Regions from separate parts of the Arachis hypogaea genome. Here region 2 is linked to region 1. The links are chromatin contacts, called in public Hi-C maps. All regions are on one chromosome and are shown on one strand. The core of a region is the stretch at or near the end of the contact, and the rest is flanking DNA. Distances in the headings are between cores, read along the strand shown. Region 1 holds the start of LOC112755580 (tubby-like F-box protein 3). Region 2 holds the start of LOC112729356 (putative disease resistance RPP13-like protein 1).

Region 1 (6,354 bases), core at 2,959-5,458:
GTCAATTCACAATATACAACATTGAATAAGACATAAACTCACCCAGATTTATGAACCAGATCTGAATTTTAGTACAATATATGTTGGTTTGAATGAGGTTAGAAACAAAGGCTATTATGCAAAATCATAAACTCACCCAGATTTATGAACTTGAAATAAATAAATAAATTAATAACAGTGACAAGCATACACAAACCCAGAATCACTCTTATTCCTTTTTGTATGGATTAAGAGTCAAATCAATCAACAACACTAAGCAGCAAAATGTGCACTCATACAAAGGTTTTGGTCATTTTGTTACTTTGCCAGAACCAATGGCAGCAACAATAACTGGAAATCTCACAAACCAGTTGCGGCTATCGTCGGCGAAAATCTCACAGCAGAAACAAAAAATGGTAGTCTACAAGACTTGCAATCGAAAAGCCGAAAACAACGACATACAATCCACTTTGGTTACATATAATGCACACAAACAATCATATATACAACAGGCTTAGTTGGACCAAATAAATAAAAAACAGAAGAATCTATTGCCAATATCTGACCTGTGATAGTGTCCTGCGATTTCGATCAGCAGTGGCACTGATTAGCACCTGACATGTTAAGTAAGTGAACAAGTGCGAGTTAATGTCAAAAATAAAAACCAGACAAATTGATTTCACAATTTATATAATATGGTGGCTGGCTGCAAACCAGCATGGTTATCAACTCTCGAATTAACTCTTAAACTTTTACGAGTTTAGTCCGATTTTGAGTTTGATAACCTTGCACCCTAGACATTTTCATTGTTAAGTTGAAAGTTGAAACAACTACCTCCAGATTAAACTAATAAACTATTCTATTGGGATTAAGAATACCTGCTTATCAATCTTGGTAATCATTCACAAGCAATCTTGGTGTCAAAGCTACTAAGGCAAATTGCGAATGCTTCGAAGGCAGAGATTGGATACTGGTAATCCATGGTGAATACATCTTTTCCAACTTTTCCAAACTGTAGAATAACATTTTCCTGAGCCTGCTCAGAAACTCCATTTTTCGGTGATGCAACCAGCTGAAAGTTTTTAACCGAAGCTACTGTCACTCGTCCATTGAAGTTCAAACACCAGCACTGGAGTTGTTCATGCCACCTAGGGGACTTGTTTCGTAACACAAGCATTCCCTCGTTTTGAGTAGTCGAAGGAACCAGTTGGAGATTGTCGACACGGGTTGATTTTGATCTAAAAAAGGGAATAGATGGAGAAGTTTCAATTCGGCTATGAAGAAAATGAGTCTGTGTTGGAGCTACACCTCCTGGTTCAACAGCCGATGCGGGGATGGCATCCATAACGCATTGCATTATCCTAGGGCCCCTGCTAACATTTCAGCAAACAACTTTTAGTTATTTGCAACAATAACTCAACAAAATAGCATTGCAAGGATAGTTATTTTAAGCAATAATCCACATACCTGGATCCCAAAACATTCAGATCATACGAAACATGCGCAATGGGATAGTTGCCGGCAGGAACTCTTGGAGACACTTGCTTAAGACTAACCAGCCTGGTGGAACGAGACTTTGTAACTTTGGAAGCTCCACAAAGTGGAGGGTGCGCATCATATATGGTGAACTTAGTCCCCAGAAAGTTTGATCTATTACCAAAAGAAAGAGGTGATTTCAGTCACAGAAGATAATTATCTTTTTTATATAAAAACACATATAAAAGATAATGATTAGTAAGCCATAACATGTCAGGCCAAATATGAGCTAATATACCTGAGTTTTCCAATATAGGTGCTACTCCCTCTTGATACGTCGTCGCAGTTAAGAGAGATGATATAGTCGGTGTGAGTTGCACGACGACACTTGCGTGCAGCAAGAAGGAACTTTCCATCATCAGTTGAGGCTGCCAGATTATTAAGGTAAATCTCACAATGCATAAAGAAAGATTAAATAAAAGGGGTTCTTCAAATATTATATTGGTACAAGTCTATAAGCTTGTGCCAAAAGGTTTAAAAAGCATGATACTAACTCCATTCCAGATTGATAAGTCACTTTAAATTTTTTTTTACATTAATTTTCTGAATATACTAGAAAAGTCAACATGACTAATTGATATGGAATGAAGGGAGTACTATATAGAATAAATGTTCAGAAGCACTCACCTTGATTTAAACCAAGGTACAGATAATATGTTTGATTACTACGATTGCGTTTAATATAACACTGGAGAAGAGAATCTCTTGGACCAGGCTGCATAATTATAACAGAAGTCGGTCAAAGCTTGGCAGTGAATAAAAGGGATCGCAAACTGTTGACAACTGTTACAACCTTCCTAATACAATAAGAACTTCACAGTAGAAGAGAGCAGAGATTTCAGTAAATAGTGGATCATCAAGATTACAATATAAAACACTTTCAACAAAATATAAACTTAGTAAAACCAATAATACCAATTCTTGTAAGCTACTAGTATTAAAGTACCCAATCAATATTCAATCCTTATCACTTGTTTTGACTGACTAATTAGACATTCCAGTTATAGAAGTTCAACTCCAGCCATCTCAACCTTATTGGATGGCAAAAGCATAGTCTTCATTCTGTCTCTTTCTTTCTCGTTAAGTTCCTAAATTCCAACAATCATTCTTGATCTCTCACTCAATCACCACTCTCGTCTTCTTTTTCCCTCTCTTTTTTGATCTTGAAGGTATTTTCTTCCCCTAACACCGTAGCTATTAAGAGAACCTAATAACAATTGCTTACTAAAGGATTTAAAGCTTGGTTCTCATCTTGGAGAGAAGTTAACAACTGCACCCAATCTTTATTAATTACTCACTCACTCTTTGTTGGGCATTCAATTTGGCATACACAAACTAAGAGTAGTATCACATCCCTTAAATATGCCTGCCCAACAAATATGGAGATCAATCAATAAATTGTTTCTTCCCCGAATGAATTTTAGTCACACTCATCAGAATCACACATAAAAGGATAACCATTTCACCTATTCATGAAGTCTGTTTCGGATATAACAAAGTTCTCTAAGCTAACCAAACATAGAAGGGTCGCGGTTCACGAGCCGAACACTATCAAATCATCAGCTCACTACTTGAACTGAATTAACTAGAACCATAACAAATTCAAAACACATATTTTGCAAGGAATCTCAAACAAACTAAAGCAAGTAACTGAGAGGGACCTGCTTCAATGAGATTGGGAATGTGAGCTTGCTGGAAATTTGAGGGGACTTGACAATTTCCTTCATGATCTCCCTCCAGCTGCGACATACGCCGGCACAGGCAACGACATGTTTCCGGGCAGGCCAGGCATCTTCAGAGGCCTCAATCCTCAAGAGCACATCCCTCAATAGCTCAGGTGGCATGTTAGCCCAACAACTCTGCTTCAACCCATCAAGAACCACCAAACCACCACCCTCACTAACACTAACAACACCACCAACACCATCTCTGTGGTGTGATTGTGACCTGGATCTCAAACCCTTCATATCAAAGATTATACTCCTAAACGACATCGTTTCAAACCTCCTCTGCCCTCTTCCTCCTCTCTCTCTCTCTCTTAAACTCAAATCAATTTCCCATTTTTGCTGCAAACCCTTTAGAATTCTACAACACCCCTACTTACCCTTTTACTAGCTGATGCAGAAAAACATAGAAAGGTGGAAAATTTCCCAGGAAAAAGCTTTCCTTTTTGCCAAACAAACGAAGCACTAGCAGTAGCAAGAGTGAAATATACACTTTCTTTTTCTCTCACATTGGAAAATCACAACACTTTATCAAAAAAGAAAAACAACAAGAGAAAAGAAAAGAGTAGATAAAGTGAATTGAGTGAGGAAACAAAGTTGATGAAGGAAGAGTATACGATTCAGTGCCACCCTTCTTCTTCTTCAGCTGCTGCTTCTTCCCTTTCCCTTGGAAGCATGTGGAAATGGAAGAATAAGAAGAGAGAGAAGGGAAAGGTGAAGAAAGGAGAGAAGAGTGGGGGCTGTAAGAAAGAGAAACAGTAACAGTAAGAATGACAGTAACGGCCTTATCCAAGAAGAAAAGAGATTGTTGGGACAAACAGAAAGAAATAGATACGGATACGATAGTGTTTTTGTGTGTTTGTGTGGATTGGGTTTAGTCCACAAATTCATCTCTCTCTCTGTTTTCTCTCTTCCACTTGGGTCATCTTTTGCACCCACAATTTACATCCTACGAGGTTCACACCTCTCACTCACTCCAACGGGAAAAAAAAATATAACGTAGTAAAATAAAAAATTAATTACTATTAAATTTATAATTGTTGTTATGTATACTCTTCATATCCTGGTCTAATGTAATGATCAGGCACAATTAAGTCAATAAAGTTTGGATTGGTCCTCACTAATTTATCCGATTTCCTAAAGAGGTTAGATTCAATACGTGTTGGTAGATTCAAATAAATAACTGTCTCCTTAAATTTTTCATTCACTTTTAAAAAAGATATCTCAACAACTCTAAGACTCTATTCACCATTAGAAGTGAAACTACTTCAACGATGGTTATTGGCTTATCATCTATAAATACACTCAGATAAACTAAGTTCCAATACTTTAAACTTGTTTATCCCTTTTGCTGACTTGGCATCAGAGTGCCTCTGCAGGTACCACCCTCCGTTCTTCAAAACATACAACTCGGACGGAGGCTCCCAAGCAGTAATAGCTCGGAGACACCCTCTTTTAACGTTTGGGTCCCCAGTTGAGCCCAATCATTCGGTTCTAGGTAAGCCTCTGGAACATAAAGGTATGTGCATCACATAAAGAGCTTTTTGATTGACCAGATCTCTCAAGAAATGAAGATCCAATTATAGGTGTTTACATCTATTATGTAGTGTAGGATTTACCGCTAATAGACATGTACTCTGATTATCACAGTATAATTGGTGGAGATAGTTGAGAAACATTTAACTCCCTCAAAAGTTGTTGAATTGACATGATTTCAGTCTGGACAGCACACATAGATTGATATTCTGCTTCTGTACTACTCCTGTTGACTTTAGTTTGCTTATTACTCTTTCAAGATATAAGATTATTGTCCAAATAAATGTAAAACCCTGTGATTGACTTTCGATCCTCAAGATCTCCACCTCAATCAGAGTCTGCAAAAGAAAGAATTCTGAACTTATAATATTTATTTAACACAATCCCATTATCCACTGTACCTTTCACATATCGAAGTGTTCTTTTGACACTTTTTCAATGTAAAAGAGTTGAATTATGCACAAATTAAGAGACACGATTGACAGCAAATGTGATATCCGATTTAGTCATTGTTAAGTATTGCAAGACTCTTACTATAGATATGTATTTAGTTGGGTTATCGAAGAGCTCAGAATCATTTGAGTATAACTTCGAATTTGTAGACATTGGTGTAGGTAATGGTTTAGCATTATCCATTCTAGACCTGCATAGCAGCTCTTTGGCATATTTTGTGATACGTGCTTCAAATGTTCGTGATATAAAGAGTTCAAGTGTTATTTAGAAGATATTAGTTTATATTTTTAGAATATTTTAATTTAATGTATTTGGATTTTGTTTATTTAATTACTATATTGGGCCTTATATGTATGGGAAGAAATAAAAGATAAACAAGAAGATAAAGATACATTAAAATTGAAATAGAAATAAAAAAGATAGATTGAAATTGAGTACAAAGAGAATTACTCTACTTACTACCCAATTTCTTGACGCAACAAGAAATGGACTCCTCAACCTAACTTATCAACGCCATAGTTTGAAAATTGAATCGAAGGGACTCCTCAACCTTTTACTCAATTCTCCGATGCAACAAAAGAGGGACTCCTCAACCTCAATTGTCCACACCATAGTTTCATCACGAAACCAAAAAGGGGTTTCGAAACCTCTAAATCATTCTATACTATGACTATAATAGCTAAGGAGGTATTTATAACATCTTATTAGGTTAAAACAGAGAAAACCCTAAAGCCCATACACATAAGGCCCAATATAGTAATTAAATAAACAAAATCCAAATACATTAAATTAAAACATTCTAAAAATGTAAACTAGTATCTTCTAAATAACACTTGAACTCTTCATATCACGAACATTTGAAGCACGTATCATTTTGTTTGTGACACCATGAGGTCTCCCTATGGGAGATATGTGTCTTCAAGTCCCAAAAAAAAAATTGAAGCTGCCAAGATCTTTTAGAGAGAATTGCTTATTCAATTCAACAATTAAAGATTCAATTTCTTTTGAATTATTTCTTGTCACTATTATATCATCTATATACATCCAGAGGTAAACAACATAGGAGGAATTACGTTTGATAAATAGACAAATATCAAATTTAGTACTCTTAAAGCCAAAATTTTGA
Region 2 (6,567 bases), core at 2,793-5,292, 190 kb before region 1:
TAAAGTTTTATATTTAGAGTAGAAGGACATGAGACACATGTTTTGAAACAGTGTAGAGTATTTGATAAACAAGCAGCATGACTTGTTACTACAAAAAAATAAAATGGGCTGATGAAATTCAGTAAGAACAAAATTATGTTACTGATAATATAATGTATGAAAGAATGAATACAATGTTGGAGTGAAGTAGCTTTGGGATATAGAGAGATAGCAAAAGAGTTACCTATTTTAAGATCTTAAAGTCAAACTGAATCCATGTGCCGTTAACAGCAATTGTGTGGATGTGGGAAATGGATGGCCAAATGCGGGGGTCCTTCCTCTCTATGCCTTCACCCAACAACGGACATCGAATGATGGAGAGATACTCTAAAGAGGCAGGCAGCCTTATTATGTTCTCCAGCTTAGGGCATTCTTCAACGCTTAATCGTTCGAGGGACTGTGACTGTGACAGCTCCAGAGATGTCAAATTTTCACGTCTTGCGATTGTCAGATCCTTGAGATTTGGGAACGCTGGGAATGCGAAGGATGTAAGCGAATCACAGCTGTTGTGTATTTCTAATGTCTGTAGCGAGTGATGTTGTTGGTGTTGCATTGGGAATTCTACATTCTTGCAATCGTATATGACTAGATATTCCAATGAAGGGGGCAAAGAATCCCTTGAAAATGATATGGCTGATGTGCAGTTTGTGATGCTTAACCATGTGAGAGAGGTTGGTTGGGTGTGAGTCATGGCATCAAACACATACTCCACCTGCTGCTCTCCATTAATTACTAGTCTCTCCAACATTGAAAGTGGTAGGTCCCGCATTCTTGCTTCCTGTTTGCCATCTATTCTTAATTCACGTAGGATGGGAGATCTTGGCAGATAACAACCAAGCTCCTCGCATCCTGAAATGTAAAGATCTTTCAAAGACGGAAGGAAAGCGGGCAAATCTCCTCTTAACTTAGGACAGTATCTTATCCAAAGTGTTTCAAGTTGAGGAAATGGTGCATCATCATCATCATCATCACATTCATATGACTCCCATTCTTCCCAGCAAGGCAGTTTTTCAATAGTCAGATATTTAAGGGATCGGAAGGGTGTCTCCTGATGCTGACGAGTTCCATCACCCTTATAGAATGACCCACCAATCATCTTCAGCTTCTCGCAATGTGAAATCTCCAATCTCATTAGAGAGGGTAACTGTCCGAGTGAAGGAAGCACACAACAATTCCTGCATCCACTCAGCTTCAACTTAGTCATGTTGTGGTACGAAGACTGCCCTACCCAATCCGGAAACACGGTACCCCTGTAACCCTTTATGTCTAGATATTTCAGGTCATTGTGAGGTTCTAATTTGCTAAGCACATCTTTTTCGAGTTGGGACTCAACAATATCACTATCTTCACCTGATGACCACTTCAAACATAGATAACTGATGTATTTCTTATCAACCATCCTTGCCTTCCAAGCTTCACTGCTATCAACCACATTCTCTAATTTCTCAATTCGAAATGACCCTGGAAGATTTAAAAGTCCTCCCAATTCCCCTATCCCATTCTCTTCGTGCTTGCCGACAATATAGTAATATAAAATCTGCAGGTCTTTTAATTTGCTCATCCTTTTCGGCATCTCTTTTATTTTAGTATCTTCAATGTCGAGATGGTGCAAATTTATAAGATCTTGCATCTTGCTTGGAAGCTTTTTAAGGTTTACACACTCTCTCAACTTCAACGTTTGTAAATTATGCAATTTACTCAATGATTCGGGCAATACCTCAATTGGCGTATAAGAGAGATCCAAATGAAGCAAATTTACAAGATCCTTCATGTTGCTTGGAAGCTTTTCTAGTCTTCTACACTCACTCAACTTTAGTGTTTGTAAATTATACAATTTGCACATTGACTCTGGCAATGTCTCGATAGGTGAATGAGAAAGATCCAAATAACGCAAATGGATCAAATCACCTATTGAATCAAGTAATGAATCATGATCATCAAGAGGAAAGAAATGAAATGACAAAACCCTTACGTGCTTCAACTGTGCAAGTAAGCGACAAGGATCAATTTTCTTTGTGTAACCATTCCATGATCTAAAACCAACATCCAGCAATGTCCTTGCTTTTTTTAAACAATCACATACTTTCGAGATCTCTGAGAATAACGAATCATTGATATTAGGACTATATGAAAGATGACGAGGACAAGCATCAAGCTTGTCTGCAGTTTCGAGTTCGAAGGTTCTAGAAAAAAACTTTCCACCATAGAATATTGCTAAATCATGCATGAGATCGTGCATGACAAATGAATTTTCATCAGTGTTAGAATGTTGGAAAAATGATCTCGAAGCCAAATCATTAAAATATTTATAACCAACTTCTTCTAAAGTGCTGCCACTCTTTGGTTGCTGCAAAAGACCTTCTGACATCCACAATAACACCAGTTTATCTCTTTTGAATTCATAGTCTTTTGGGAATAAAGAACAATAAACAAAGCAACGTTTTAAGTGGGAAGGGAGGTAGTGATAACTGATTCTTAATGCTGGAAGAATCCCACTATCTTTTTTGGGAAGTTCCCAAATTTCATTCCTCAATATAAATTCCCAATCTGCTGCTTCATTTCTTGCTCTTAATAAACCTCCAAGTGTTTGAGCAGCCAAAGCTAACCCATTACACTTTTTGACAATTTTTCGACCAACTACTTCTAAAGCAGAACGGATATGAGGTTCAGCAGAATTAAGACATGCATGATCTGCAAACACTGACCAGCAGTGATCATCACCCAACAAACTCAAATGGTAAGTTGGAATAGTTTTCACCATATCAGCAATCGAATCAAGACGGGTTGTTACAAGAATCTTAACACCCCCGTTACTAGATTTGAAAGGCTTTAAAAAACTTATCCAGGCATCATAATTGTTACTCCACATGTCGTCCAAAACAACCAACAACTTCTTCCCTGATAGGACTTCCTTCAAACTCTCCTGAATTGTGTTTAACTCAGTTGACTTGCAAGAACTAAAAGTTACTTTCTCCATCACCGTCTTTGTCGCCTTAAGAACATCAAATTCTTCTTGCCCATCACAAACCCATGCCTTAACATCAAATTTTTGTTTCACTCGGTCATCATTGTAAACCATCTGAGCTAAGGTAGTCTTTCCTATTCCACCCATGCCGACCATAGGAATCACTGATATTCCACCGTCATTGGTGACATCTAACAACAGTTTTACTATGGCCTCCCTATCTTGGTCCCTGCCATATATTTGATGCACACCAACCAGAGATGTTGAGGGGATTCTCCATGACATGTCCTCCACCGGTATCTCCTTCAAGCCAAGACCATCTTTCTCATTTACAATTGACTCTAATTCAGCAATGATGTCTTCTATCTTGGTTACTATCTCACCATCACCATGCAAATTGACATAGCGAGACAGAGATTTACCTTGAACCTTTTGAATGGCAGCTTTGGTGGTGACTTCATCAAGTATGTCTTCAGCATCGTACACAGCATCCTTCAGCCTGTCCAGCCAGTGCTTCACAGCCTCCTCCTCGATCTGCCTCCGCTCGGCATCATTAATCACAGCATGAGCAGCCTTCAGAACTGTCTCCAGCTTCTCAACCAGCTTCCGGTTAAGCTTCTTTCTCTGGATGAAGTTGACAAGTAAGGGTGAAATCAGCATGTCGTAGATAGTGCCAAGTGCAGAGTTGAGAAAAGCTTCCCCACAAATCTTGCAGCCATGTTGATCTCAAGATTAGAAGAAAGAAAAGAAAGGAAAGTAGTGGATGAATGTTTGCAATGAAGGTAAAGGAAGAAGTAGCAGCAGGTTCAGAAAGTGATGCTTAATTGCTTATGTATTTTGTTTTCCTTGTAGCAAAAAGACATTGACTTCACACATGCTCATTGATCTTGGGGACAAGTTCATATGATGCTTCCTTCTCTCTTCCTCGAAAAAAAAAAGTGACATGTTTGAGTGCTTTCATAACTGTATGTATGGTCCACACTGCATCCAGTAGCCAATAAGATGATATTTCCATGACATTCTTTCACACATTTCTTACTTTTTCTACTGTTTTTTTTTTCAAAAGATACTTTTATTTTTCCAAATGGAATCAAATTTATTCAGAAAAAGTTGAAAAAGCACATCAATAATAATTATGATGTTTTACATAATAGGCCTTCCTGCAGTAATCTGCATTATTGCGTTTGTCCTACTTGCCTAAATTATTGCATGAAGAAATTGTAATGTACTATCAGATCAAATGTAAACCCATGTGCCATGTACCTATTTCTAAGCTTCATTGTGAAAGAACCACGGTTCTAAATTAGGTACTGTTGAGCCTGTTTAGATTGATAACTCAAAATTTAGTAGGTATGTAAAGTGTAAACTCAAATTCATTTGTCAGTTTAGGAACTACATTTCAGTTTAATATTGTTAAAAAGATAAAATGGAATAAATAAAACAATTGAATAGTATCACGTGTCAAGAAGGTTTTAACAAGGTTAAACTCTCTATTTAGTGATAGATTACAGAGATATAATGAAGATTCCCTCGTGTTCAAGGTAACAAGGGAAAGTGTTTAAGTTACTAAGTACCCATTCCCCTTCCCTTAGACCTGGAATATGAACATTCGTGATCCAAATTCCCTTTTCTCTTCTTCAAACATGATTTCCATTTATCTTTCTTTGTTACTTTGTCAAACCAGCAACAAAGTAATAACTATTAACTGGTCTTCGGTCTAGAAAAGACCAAAGAATACTACTATTCCCTTTGATTTTTTGCCTCTAAACTTGAATTATTAAGTATGGGATACTGCATGATATAATGCAGATATCAGGACATGACAATGTTTAAAAATTACAAGATACTACAATACGGCTTTAGTACAATATCTGATAAAATATAAAACAATTTTTTATCTAAGAGCATAATACTAATATCAGAATTAATACAAATCAGTTTAAACCCAAATTTATTTGGTTTATTATTAATGAATATTACTTGTTTAGATATATAATTTATGAAAAGTAATAAATATCAAATATAACTAGAAGCATCTTCAAAGTATTTGACATGACATGTATCAAATGGAATAGCGCAACTAGTTCGAAGTATCTATGCATCCTAGGTTATTAGTGCCGCCACTAGTTAAATCTAATTTAATCTACTATCCATATAAAAAACGAACATCATTCAATCAACTTTGTTGTGTGTACGTGTGTATAACATTTTTTATAATATAACAATACATGAATAATGTAACGATCTTATAATCCAACGAAGGTGTCGAGAAATAAAATCTATATTTAAAGCCAAGCATTTTCTTAGTGCTTTTATGACCATCAGCGTTATATTATATCTAATGTCTGTCTTAATCAGTAGAGCAACCTTGTTCATGAGATTTTATATCAGAAAAATTGATAATATTACAAACTGCAACTTAAAAAGTTAATTTCCTGCTGTACATGCTCCCACTGCCAATTGTTATTTATTGTCTTCTGTTCTCTATCAACTACCAATAGCCTTTTTTATAACCAAAAAAAAAAAAAGATGAGGAAAGAAAGAAAGAAAAAAATGGGGAAAAAAAAGTTTCGCCAGTGATCCTAAATTTGTACAAGGCAACCTGCATACAAGTTGAATAAGAATCAGAAAGTGAAATGATTCTCTCAATCCAAAAATTCAGTTTTACTACTGATTGACCCAAGTGATAACCAATCAATGGTAAAATCAACATGGATTTTTCAATTGAGAGGATTTAGTAAAGGAAACCAAACTACAAGAGAAAAGGCTCACTTACATTCAACTCCCTTCAACTCCTTCCTTTGGAGTGATGATCCAAGAGTGACTCTATTTTCAACTGGAACATGGGTGACTACATTTGAATGCAAAGCTCTACAAAATCCCTTTCTCTAGCATATATATAACTTTACATTTTTGGGTCGCAAAAAAAAAATAATAATACTCCCTCGAGAAAGAGAAGAGACCAAGCAATGGCAAGAATTTCAAAGGAGCTAAGAACTTGCTTTAAAGAAACTCCAACTCCAGAATTTTAATACCTCCATACTTTCTAGAGATTTACCACACTCTTCATTCTTGGTATCTGATCCCCATTTCTGTGTTTGCATCGCAGACATGTATATACACAAGATTTTATATGATAAACCGTGCCCTTCATAGTACGGTTCAGCCCATCATTTGTCTCAGCGAAGGCAGACTTAACCAACAAGCAATGCTTAACAGGCTAGATGATCTTCCAACTGCCTGGATGCTTCACCGAGCTATCGCCTCCATAGCAAGTCGAACCAATTGCAGTAAACCTTCTATATCCTGAAAGCTAAAGTCAAGAGCCTTCTTGATGGATGACAAACCCTCTGCATACTTACCCTCACCAAGGTTTGAATTAGCAGCTGCAAAAGCACTCTGTGATCTCCTTGAGGCTTCCATAGCAGAATTCATATCCTGAACCTGAAACATGACAAGTCACTTGTATTCACATCCTATTGGATCCAACTGATCAAACAAGATTTTTAATTGGAAAAAAATAAAATAAAAAATATTCAAAGACAAGTATGAATGTAAATTAA

The links. Hi-C and Micro-C count contacts between places; a contact is called where the count stands out from the background.
Region 2: a contact with region 1 is called in a Hi-C map of leaf, with 2.5 times the contacts expected there. The contact joins the promoter of LOC112729356 here to the promoter of LOC112755580 in region 1. A contact is called at or near these places in 2 of 8 Hi-C or Micro-C datasets (both in leaf).

What each region holds. Positions count from the first base shown.
Region 1 is chr2:98,620,546-98,626,899 of arahy.Tifrunner.gnm2.J5K5, reverse strand. LOC112755580 (tubby-like F-box protein 3) reads right to left here and starts at 4,208. Exons shown (of 6, transcript XM_025803767.3): 1 at 3,177-4,208; 2 at 2,143-2,230; 3 at 1,754-1,883; 4 at 1,447-1,629; 5 at 858-1,349; 6 at 142-593. The coding sequence starts at 3,509. The coding sequence ends at 878.
Region 2 is chr2:98,808,800-98,815,366 of arahy.Tifrunner.gnm2.J5K5, reverse strand. It overlaps LOC112729356 (putative disease resistance RPP13-like protein 1), which reads right to left and starts at 4,042. Exons shown (of 3, transcript XR_011874720.1): 1 at 224-4,042. It overlaps LOC112755631 (cysteine-tryptophan domain-containing zinc finger protein 3), which reads right to left. Exons shown (of 13, transcript XM_025803855.3): 12 at 5,781-6,448; 13 at 5,363-5,606. The coding sequence ends at 6,254.